2 separate regions of the Oryctolagus cuniculus genome follow, and region 2 is linked to region 1. A link is a contact called in public Micro-C data. All regions are on one chromosome and are shown on one strand. The core of a region is the stretch at or near the end of the contact, and the rest is flanking DNA. Distances in the headings are between cores, read along the strand shown. Region 1 holds the start of PDE8A (phosphodiesterase 8A). Region 2 holds the start of RPS17 (ribosomal protein S17).

The links. A called contact is a pair of places that touch in the nucleus more often than the background predicts.
Region 2: a Micro-C map of ear pinna shows a contact between it and region 1, with 3 times the contacts expected there. The contact joins the promoter of RPS17 here to the promoter of PDE8A in region 1. A contact is called at or near these places in 4 of 6 Hi-C or Micro-C datasets (ear pinna, psoas muscle, skin fibroblasts and 1 more).

The regions. Positions count from the first base shown.
Region 1 is chr12:101,253,820-101,257,908 of mOryCun1.1, forward strand. PDE8A (phosphodiesterase 8A) reads left to right here and starts at 1,934. Exons shown (of 22, transcript XM_002721497.5): 1 at 1,934-2,348. The coding sequence starts at 2,142. LOC138844744 (a long non-coding RNA gene) reads right to left here and starts at 1,272. Exons shown (of 3, transcript XR_011381056.1): 1 at 1-1,272.
Region 2 is chr12:101,429,256-101,433,594 of mOryCun1.1, forward strand. It overlaps RPS17 (ribosomal protein S17), which reads right to left and starts at 1,540. Exons shown (of 5, transcript XM_002721477.4): 1 at 1,295-1,540; 2 at 890-1,041; 3 at 634-739; 4 at 283-348. The coding sequence starts at 1,297. It overlaps CPEB1 (cytoplasmic polyadenylation element binding protein 1), which reads right to left. Exons shown (of 12, transcript XM_070054565.1): 12 at 2,216-3,646. The coding sequence ends at 3,536.

The DNA of each region.
Region 1 (4,089 bases), core at 684-3,183:
AACCAGGGTACTGGAGCCGCCCGGAGTCAGGGAGGGAAGTGGCCAGATCAGCTCCCAGGTGGCCAAGCCTGCCTCGCCGGGCGCCCTTTTAGGCTCCTTGCACACTCCGGTGGTTTAATGCACGTTCTTCCCGAAAGCCTAATGAAACAGAGACCAGAATTGGCCCAAAACATTGTGGATTACAGCACACTCTCCAAGCTTAGGTGGAATAGCGGGTGATGGCCAGTCTCTCCCTGTGTTTTTCAGGTTCTCTTCATCCAGCCGGGTGTATTTCTTTTATAGGGCAGGGAGACATAAATATTATTGCTTCATGTGCTTGAACTTGACAACGGAGCCACGTGCCTTGGCTCCGGCCAGTTGGGCCAGTAAAGAGAGCGCCTCGCGCACGGAGGCCCAGCTTCCCGGCTCCGCTGCCATTAGGAAGCCTCCCCGGGCCCTCCTTCGGCCCGAAGACCGCGGCTGCAGGTCCAGGGGCAGCCTTAGGGTCCCGGGGTCCCCAGCCTGTGCAGCGGCTCCAGCGCGGGAGCCGGGGCTCCAATCCGGAGCCCGCCTCCGGGTCTTTACAGCAGCCGGCCCGAGGCGCGAGCGGCGGCTCCTCAGGGTCGCTCCGGGGCCGCGCAGGGAAAGGTGTGGACGGCTGGAGAGGAAAGGCGAGGGGCCGGCTGCTCCGCGCTCCGCCGGCTTCCGCGGACGGGGGCGCCCGGGGTGCACGAGGGCAGGCAGGGGCTGGGGACAGCTCGCTGTAAGGACGGCAGGGGCAACCCGGGGCGCTGCCCTGCGGCTGACTGGGCGAGGCCAGGCGACTCGGCCGAGCCGCACAGCGGGCTGCTGGCCATGCCTGCGGTCCTCGGAGGCCGCAGCCCTGCACTGCGTGCGCCCCTCGCTCCCGGACTGCTCCTGCAAGCAAAGGCCCGTGGTGGCGGCTCGGAGGGGTCTTTGTGTTCGGCTGAGAGCAGGACCGCCTCCCCGCCCGCGGCTCCTCCGCACCGAAGCCGCCTAAGGCGCAGCTGAGTGCATCTGGCCGGCGGCCCCAGGCAGGCACGCCCAGATCCGACCTCCTGGGACCCGGCGTGCAGCGCCTCCGTTCGCTTCTCAGCCCCCGACCCGTGTCCCCAGCAGCTCCTAGGCCGTGACCCAGTGACCGGAGGTCACAGAGCCGCATTCGAACGTAGCGGTCTAGGGGGCCCGAGCAGCCCGGGTGTCCTTGGGCAGGTCCTTTCCATCCCGAGGCGAGGGCCGCCGTGCCTGCCCCGGGACCGCAGTCGCGCATGCGCAGTCGCGGGCGGCGCCCGAGGAGGCGGCGGGCGCCCCAGCTGCTTTGCATTGACGCCAGCAGCCGCTGGAGGTCACCGCTGGGGGCTGGGCGCGGCGTGCTGTCGGCAAGACGCGGCCCGGAGCGCAGGCGGCGGAACCGGAGCCGCGCCAGCCGCAACTCGCGGGTGCGCGCTGCCGCTGCTGCGCTTCTCGACGGCGCGGCCCCAGGCCCGGCTGGAGCCCGGGTGCTCCCCTCCCGGCCTCGCCGGCCGCCGTGCGGCCGCCCACAGGGGGCTTCGGCCGACCCCTGACTCTGCACCCCGGGCAGCGGGAGCGTGCAGGCTAGCCTTCCCCGCCACCGGCGCCCGACCAAGGGGCGCCTGGCCGCGGGGCGGCGGCCCAGCGGGCGGAGTCGGAGCCCCGGGGAGGCGGCGGCAGAGGCAGCGGCAGCGCGGTGCGGGCACTTCGGGGGGCTCACTCTCCCGGGGTGGGGGTCGTGCCACCGCGCGAGGACTCGGGCTGGGAGAACGCACGGCTCCCCTCCCCCGACATTCCCCGGAAGCGCGGCGCGACCGAGGCGAGCGCGGCGATGTGAGGGAGGCGGCCGGCGGCTCCCGCCTCAGGAAGGGCATGTTCGGAGGGGCGGCCGCGGCGTGCCGCCCGCCCCAGCGCCCCCTCCCCGCCACCGCCGCCGCCGCCGCGCCCGCACCGCGATAAAAGGGGCGGCCGCACTTCCTGACGCGAGACCCGCGCTCGCCGCCGCCGCCGCCCGCCGCCCGCCCAGGCGGCGATGACACGGCGCCCGCGGCCGTCCCGAGGCGCCGGGCGGGCCGTTTGCTGACCGGATCGCGGCTGCCCGCCAGCGTGTCCGCCGCGCCGCCGCCAGCATGGGCTGCGCCCCGAGCATCCACATTTCCGAGGAGCGGGCGGTGTACCACGGCGGCAAAGAGGCCGAGGACGCGCCGGGCCCCGCGGCGGCGCCCCCGCTGTCCGGCGAGCCGCGCCTCCCACAGGCCCCGAAGACGGCCGTCCTGCCCCGGGCCCGCGACAGCAGCCTCGTGGAGTCCGAGCCTCGCGACGGCAGCGGCAAGCAGGTAAAGGGGCGGCTGGGGGCTCCCTGTCCGCCGCCTCACTCGGGCCGGCCGGGCGGCAACTTTCCCTCGGGGGGGCCGGGCGGGGCCCCCTCCGGGCCGCGGTGCCCTCTCGCCGGGCTTTGGCGGGCTCTGGTGGACAGCAGGCGTCCGTCGGGGCCTGGGCAGCGCTCGGAGGACGCTGACCCGAGGAGGACCTGGGACCCCCGATTAGGACGCTGTCCGAGCCGCACGGTCCGCTGCTTAGACGGACCCGACGCCCGGAGCGGCGAGGCCGGCCGTGAACTTGACCGAGACGAAGCGCTCGGGTCGGTTCCCTCTCCAAAAGCTGGTGTTACTGGGGTGCGGGGGACCCCAGGATATTCTGGCGCGGCCCTGAACCGTTTTGCCAGTGTGGACTTTGGTGCCAGTGGTAGGCAGCGAAGGGCGAGCGGCCCCGTGAAGGGGACTGGACCCTCCTGTCCTGTCCTGTTTTCCCTCTGTCGGCTTTGCACACGGACTTTTCCATTTTCTTTGGGGCTATTAAAATGTAATCTGGAACCACATCAGCTTTGCTTCATTGCACATGTATTTGAGGTTCACGTTTATTAGCATACATATTGTATTTAAAGCATATGTAATTAGAAAATACTATCTCTAACCCGTTTTTTGAAGCATTCAGCAGAACAAAGTTAATCTTTTATTAAGCAGTCTTACTGGGACATTTTGTGACTTTTTGGGGGGGGGGTAAAAAAATCGCGTGTCTTCTCCAGTGCTTGTTGCCTTGGCTTGTGTCTTGCCAAAGTTTCTGGGCTTGGCTTTTGTTACGGTTTCCTAAAGGAAAGATAAAAAGGAAAATAGGGGAAATTATTCATTAAGGCACACACAGCAGCGGCTTTGCAGTTGTCTGATTTGAAATCTAGGGCTGGAACTCAAGCAGTGTTCTACGTTTTATCAAACTAGTTACAGGAAAAAAAATTTTGGCTGCAGGTGGTTAAATATCATCTTTGTCATCACTACCAGTTTTTGAGTCATTTGCAAAATGTTCTTGCTGATTGAGGCTTGCTAAGTCTCTCATTTGATGGATATAGTGTGATCTACTTTCCATCTTAAATGTTTAGCAGTCCTCATGCTACTTTTCTAAATGAAAAGGAAACATCATTTTCAGTAACTAAAACGCCCTAACTGAAAATTCCACTTTGTTCTGGTTATCAGAGGCTGAAATGTTTCTCCTGTAGATTCTTCTAAGAAACCTATGATGGTTTGGACTATTAACTCACGCTGCTTTTAATGTCAGTGGCTTAATAAGCCCATCTAACTGGCTTGCAAAGAAAAACAGCATAGTACAGGTAAAGTTGACTATGGAAATTTTAGTAGTGTTCATGCTTTTGACGCAAATCTAACATTGGTTATCGTGGCACAGTGAGTAAAGCCGCCGTCTGCAGCGCCAGCATCCCATATGGCTGCTGGTTCGTGTCCCGGCTGCTACACTTCTGATCCAGCTCTCTGCTGTGGCCTGGGAAAGCAGTGGAAGATGGCCCAAGTCCTTGGACCCCTGCACCCGCATGGGAGACCCGGAAGAAGCTCCTGGCTTTGGATCCGCTCAGGAGCTGTTGCAACCAATTGGGGGAGTGAACCATCGGATGGAAGACCTCTTTCTCTTTGCCTCTGCTTCTCTCTCTGTGTAACTCTTTCAAATAAATAACTCTTTAAAATAATAATGTTAAACTTTTCAGTTAACCGAGTAGTCCTTTAAGTAAGAGGG
Region 2 (4,339 bases), core at 290-2,789, 180 kb after region 1:
GGGCGCAATGACGAGAGCAGACAGGAGAGGCCGGAACCGAACCTTCCCGAAGCCACAGCAGAGGCCAGTGGGTCTGGGAATTACCACTGTGCAGCCAACACGCTCAGCGCCACCTTCAACAACCAACGAGCAGCCGACCCCCGTTACAGAGCTGTGGGTGGGCGCCCAACCCAGCCATTCCCTGGGAGCTGTGTGACCTCGAGCCCGGCTAAGCGGTGAGCTATTAGCACTAGGAGGAGGCTGCGGATGGCATGCGGCTCGGCGAGGGCAGCCAAAGCTTACCAGGAGCTTCAGCATTTCCTTCGTGTCAGGATCCACTTCAATGATCTCCTGATCCAGCGCGGAGACCTAGAGAGAAAGGCAGGCCCCGTACCAGTGAGAGCCGGCACCTCCCCTGCACGTGTCCCGCTGCCTGGTCCGTGTGCACAGGGGGAGCGAGCCGTGGGCGGGCAGGATCGAGTCCCCCCACAGGGGAAGTCGCTTCGGGCACTGCAGCACGGCCAGGCAGACCCCGGGAGGCCGGCATCAGCACTTATCCAATCAGCAGCGCGGGGCCGACCACAGGTGGGCACGCGGCGGGTTCAGGAACCCGCGTCCCCACCTGCGGGCGAGCCCGGGGCCCAGGGCGCTCACCTCGGGCACGTAGTTGTCTCTCCGCTCCCGCTCCTCCTCCTGCAGCTTGATGGAGATGCCTCTCACCGGGCCCCTCTGGATCCGCTTCATCAGGTGCGTGACATAGCTGCGCCAGACCCTCCGTGAGCGCGCCCGCGGGCGGCTGCAGCCCCGGCCCCGCACACCCCCGGCCGCCGGCCGAGCAGGTGCCGCCGCCGGCCCCGGCCCCGCACACCCCCGGGCCGCGCCCTCCGGCTCCCCGCGGGCCCCGCCTCACCCCGCGATCTTGTTGCGCAGCTTCTTGCTGGGGATGATGGCGATCTCCTCGCACACGCGCTTGTTGGTGTGGAAGTCATTGCCCAGGCGGGTGTAGTACTTCTCGATGATGACCCGGGCCGCTTTCTTCACGGTTTTGGTGCGCACGCGGCCCTGCGGGCGGCAGAGCACGGGGGTCACCCGCGGGCAGCGCTAGCCGAGCGAAGCCCCGGCGGCCGTGGGCTCGCGGGCCGGGCCCGCCCGGGAGCAGCGGAGTTGGGACGGACACTGCGGTCGCCAGCGGCTCCAGGTGGACAGGGTCGCGCGCGCACCCGGCCCAGGGTCTCCCCTCCGGGGTCAGGGATCACGGGGAGCTGTGGATGGGGGACGATGGAGCTGGATAGCGCCCTAAGACCTATACACCTACCATGTTGGCGGGTCCTGAGTGAAAGAGGAAACAGGAAGCACAAGAGAGGCCTATAAAGCGCAGGCCAGAAAGCCGCTTCCGCCCAGCCCGGGACGCGCGGAGCCTGCTCGAGCGCACCACAGCGGCCCCTGGCGGCGCGGGGCGGAAGTGAGGGCGGCGCACTGCCCGGGTGGGCGGGGCGACGGCGGCCCCGCCCACGGTGGGTGGGGCTCGTCCGCTTCCGCGCCGCGCTCGCTGCGCCGGCGTTCAGGGCGGCCGCGGGTCGGGGGTCGGGTGCCCTGTAGACCAGGAGCAGGTGACTCCCACACTCTGGGCAGTGTGGAGACGACTTCCAGTCCCTGAGAGGCAGACGGACCCACGGCCACGGAGACGTGTGGAAGTAGGGGGTGGCGCCCCCTCCCCAGCCATCGCAGAGCCCCGTCCCGTCCGGAGCGGCGGGCTGTGCCAGGCGCCTCGAGTGGGTTTCCGGCCCCGCGGTGGGCGCCTGAGGGAAGGGCGGGCCCAGCTCAGCGCCACAGCTCCCGGCCTGTCCGCCTTGGGACGCCCCCAGCGCCGGCTGCCCGCTGTCCGGCTCCGCACCCTCACCGGACAGGGCGGAGACGGCGGGTGGGTGAAGGGCGGCGAGTCTCACCCGGACAGAAGGGACCCCGCCCCCGAGTGGCCGGGGCGTCCTGGGCGAGGAGACCCCCGCGCCCCTCAGCCGGGGGCCTCAGACCCACTGCGTCCCCCACAGGCACCCCAGGCCGGCGGAATCCGCGGACCCGGCTCCCTCTGCCGCTCACCGGAGTCAGGACGGGACGGACCCAGGTTGGGGGAGAAGCCCCCACCCCCCGGACAGCTCCCGAAGCCCACGTGGTCCCGCCGCCACCCCGGGCGCCCCGGGGCCCCCACCTCAGACAGACACAGACACGGACCCAGGACTCTGCTGCAACGTGTTTATTATGTGCCAAAAAAACTACACCACAGCGTACTCCACGCATCTGTAGGCGAGTGCAGTCTGGCCCGCATATACTACAGTGAGGTAGAGACTTCACACACAGCTTCACAAAACCCACAGAGTAGCTGGGATCTGCGACAATGCGACAGCAGCTCAGCAGGGGGGGTCATGACACTGGTTCTTTGGCACACGGCTTCCCTAAGAGGGGCAAGTATTTAAAAAAAAAAAAAAAAAGGAGAGAGTCAAGTTTTCAAATTCCAGTAGCGGTTCAGTCAACTGCAACTGTGGCTTCGTACATTCCTCAAACGAGCCGTCAGAAGGGCACTGCCCGCTCTGGGAGGGGCCCGGGAGCCTTCGTCCACCCCACCGAGAAGCAGCCCTTTTTTTTTTTTTTTTAAGCTCAGTTACAAAAGAAAAAAGTCCTGTGAGTCTGTGATTAAAAACTTCTATCAACCCTCCCCCGACAAGTGCAACTGAAGAAGGTGCGAGAAACCATTTGAAACTATGTACAGCAGCCGCTCAAATGCCCTTTATCGGGTCCAGTTTCAAATAAAACAAATTTTTTTTTCTTGGTTGCAAACGCTTTGATTTGCAACCGTGTGAAACAGTGACCAGTAGTCCCCAGACACAAATTTGCTATAATGTTAAAAGCTGCCAGGAAAGAAAAAAATCTCTTGTTCCAAATGACTTAAAAACTGTTTTAAGGAGTGTAAAAAGGAACCGGTAAAAACCCTCGAGCGTAAAATATGAAATATGATTTTGGTTTAAATGAAGAGCAAAGTCTCCTTGTTGTTTACAGTAAAAAACACCAGCTGAACACTCAGTTTATGCCGTTCAGGTGGGGGTTAAATAAATGGAAAGGCACTGTATGGCAACTGCAAGGATGAAACCAATGAGACCTGCGCGTCATCACCATCAGTATTGCAAGGAATGTAAAAAAGCGCTTTAATAAATAAACCTCTAGATGCAGGCGTCCGTGTCAACACCTTCTGGACACAGTCTTGTATTTTCTTCTTGCTTTTCATCAGCAAAATGAGAAACTGAAATCTGGGAAAACTACAGAGTTGCTTGGAGGGCGAGCCAGAGGGTCCTTGCTCTGGCTCACCCCGGAAACAAAACCCGACGAAACTCATTGTGCATTAATTAGTGCAGAAACAAAGACAGATTCAGCAAGTGCAACGGTGACTATGAGTTCCCTTGTCCTCGGGAAGCCAGCTCCCTGGTCGCCAGTGGCAGGGTGGTGCCGGCCACCGCTAGACCTGCCAGCCTTGGGCGCCCCAGGCCCCCGGGCAAGCCCGGCTCCTCTAGCTGGCCTCTCGGTTCTTCTGGTTCCGCATCAGGGGGCTGTGGTGGCGCAGGCCCTCCATGCTGTGCCGCCAGTGCCAGCAGCTCCGGCAGAAGTACTTGAAGCAGACCTGGGTTGGAGGGACACAAGAGGAGAGGTCACGTCCACGTCAGCTCCGGCTATAGACAGGGTCCCTGGGAGCTCGCTCACCCCAACCATGGACTTCCAGGGGTGCGCAGAGACTGCGAGCGTCCCTCAGCCCCTCGGACCAGTGCACCAGCTCTGCTCTGCCCTGCCTTTCTCACCGCCGACACAGAGCTGCCATCAGGGCTGCTCACATGGGGCACGGTTAGGGACACATCAGCGGCCAACAGCAGGCACTGGGCGGGCAGAAGTGACTGGTGGGTTCCCCCTCTTGCTGTGTACCCCCTCAGGCAAGCCACTAGGCTCTGAGCAAGGACCTGGAAATGGAGATCATCTCTCAAAGATCCCGAAGCCCACCAGGGAGGCCCAGAGCTACCCAACGACCCTTCGCACTCTTCACAGGGGCCCTCCGCGTAACCATCATCTACCTCCCCCGAGGTGGAAAGCGCAGCCACAGCATTGCTGAGAGAACTAAGCACAGCGGACGGCCAGTGTCCTCGGGGGCCGCCCGCTGGACAGAGCATGGTGCACGGCGGTGACGGCACCACCTGGCCATTTGTCAGTGGCCACCTCAGGCCCGCAGACTCGCCATCCACATTTCAGTGAGGCCCTTGGCTGACGCGTGTGTGCGTCAGCTTGAGAAACACAGCCAAGCACGTCCATATCCGTGCCCCACCAC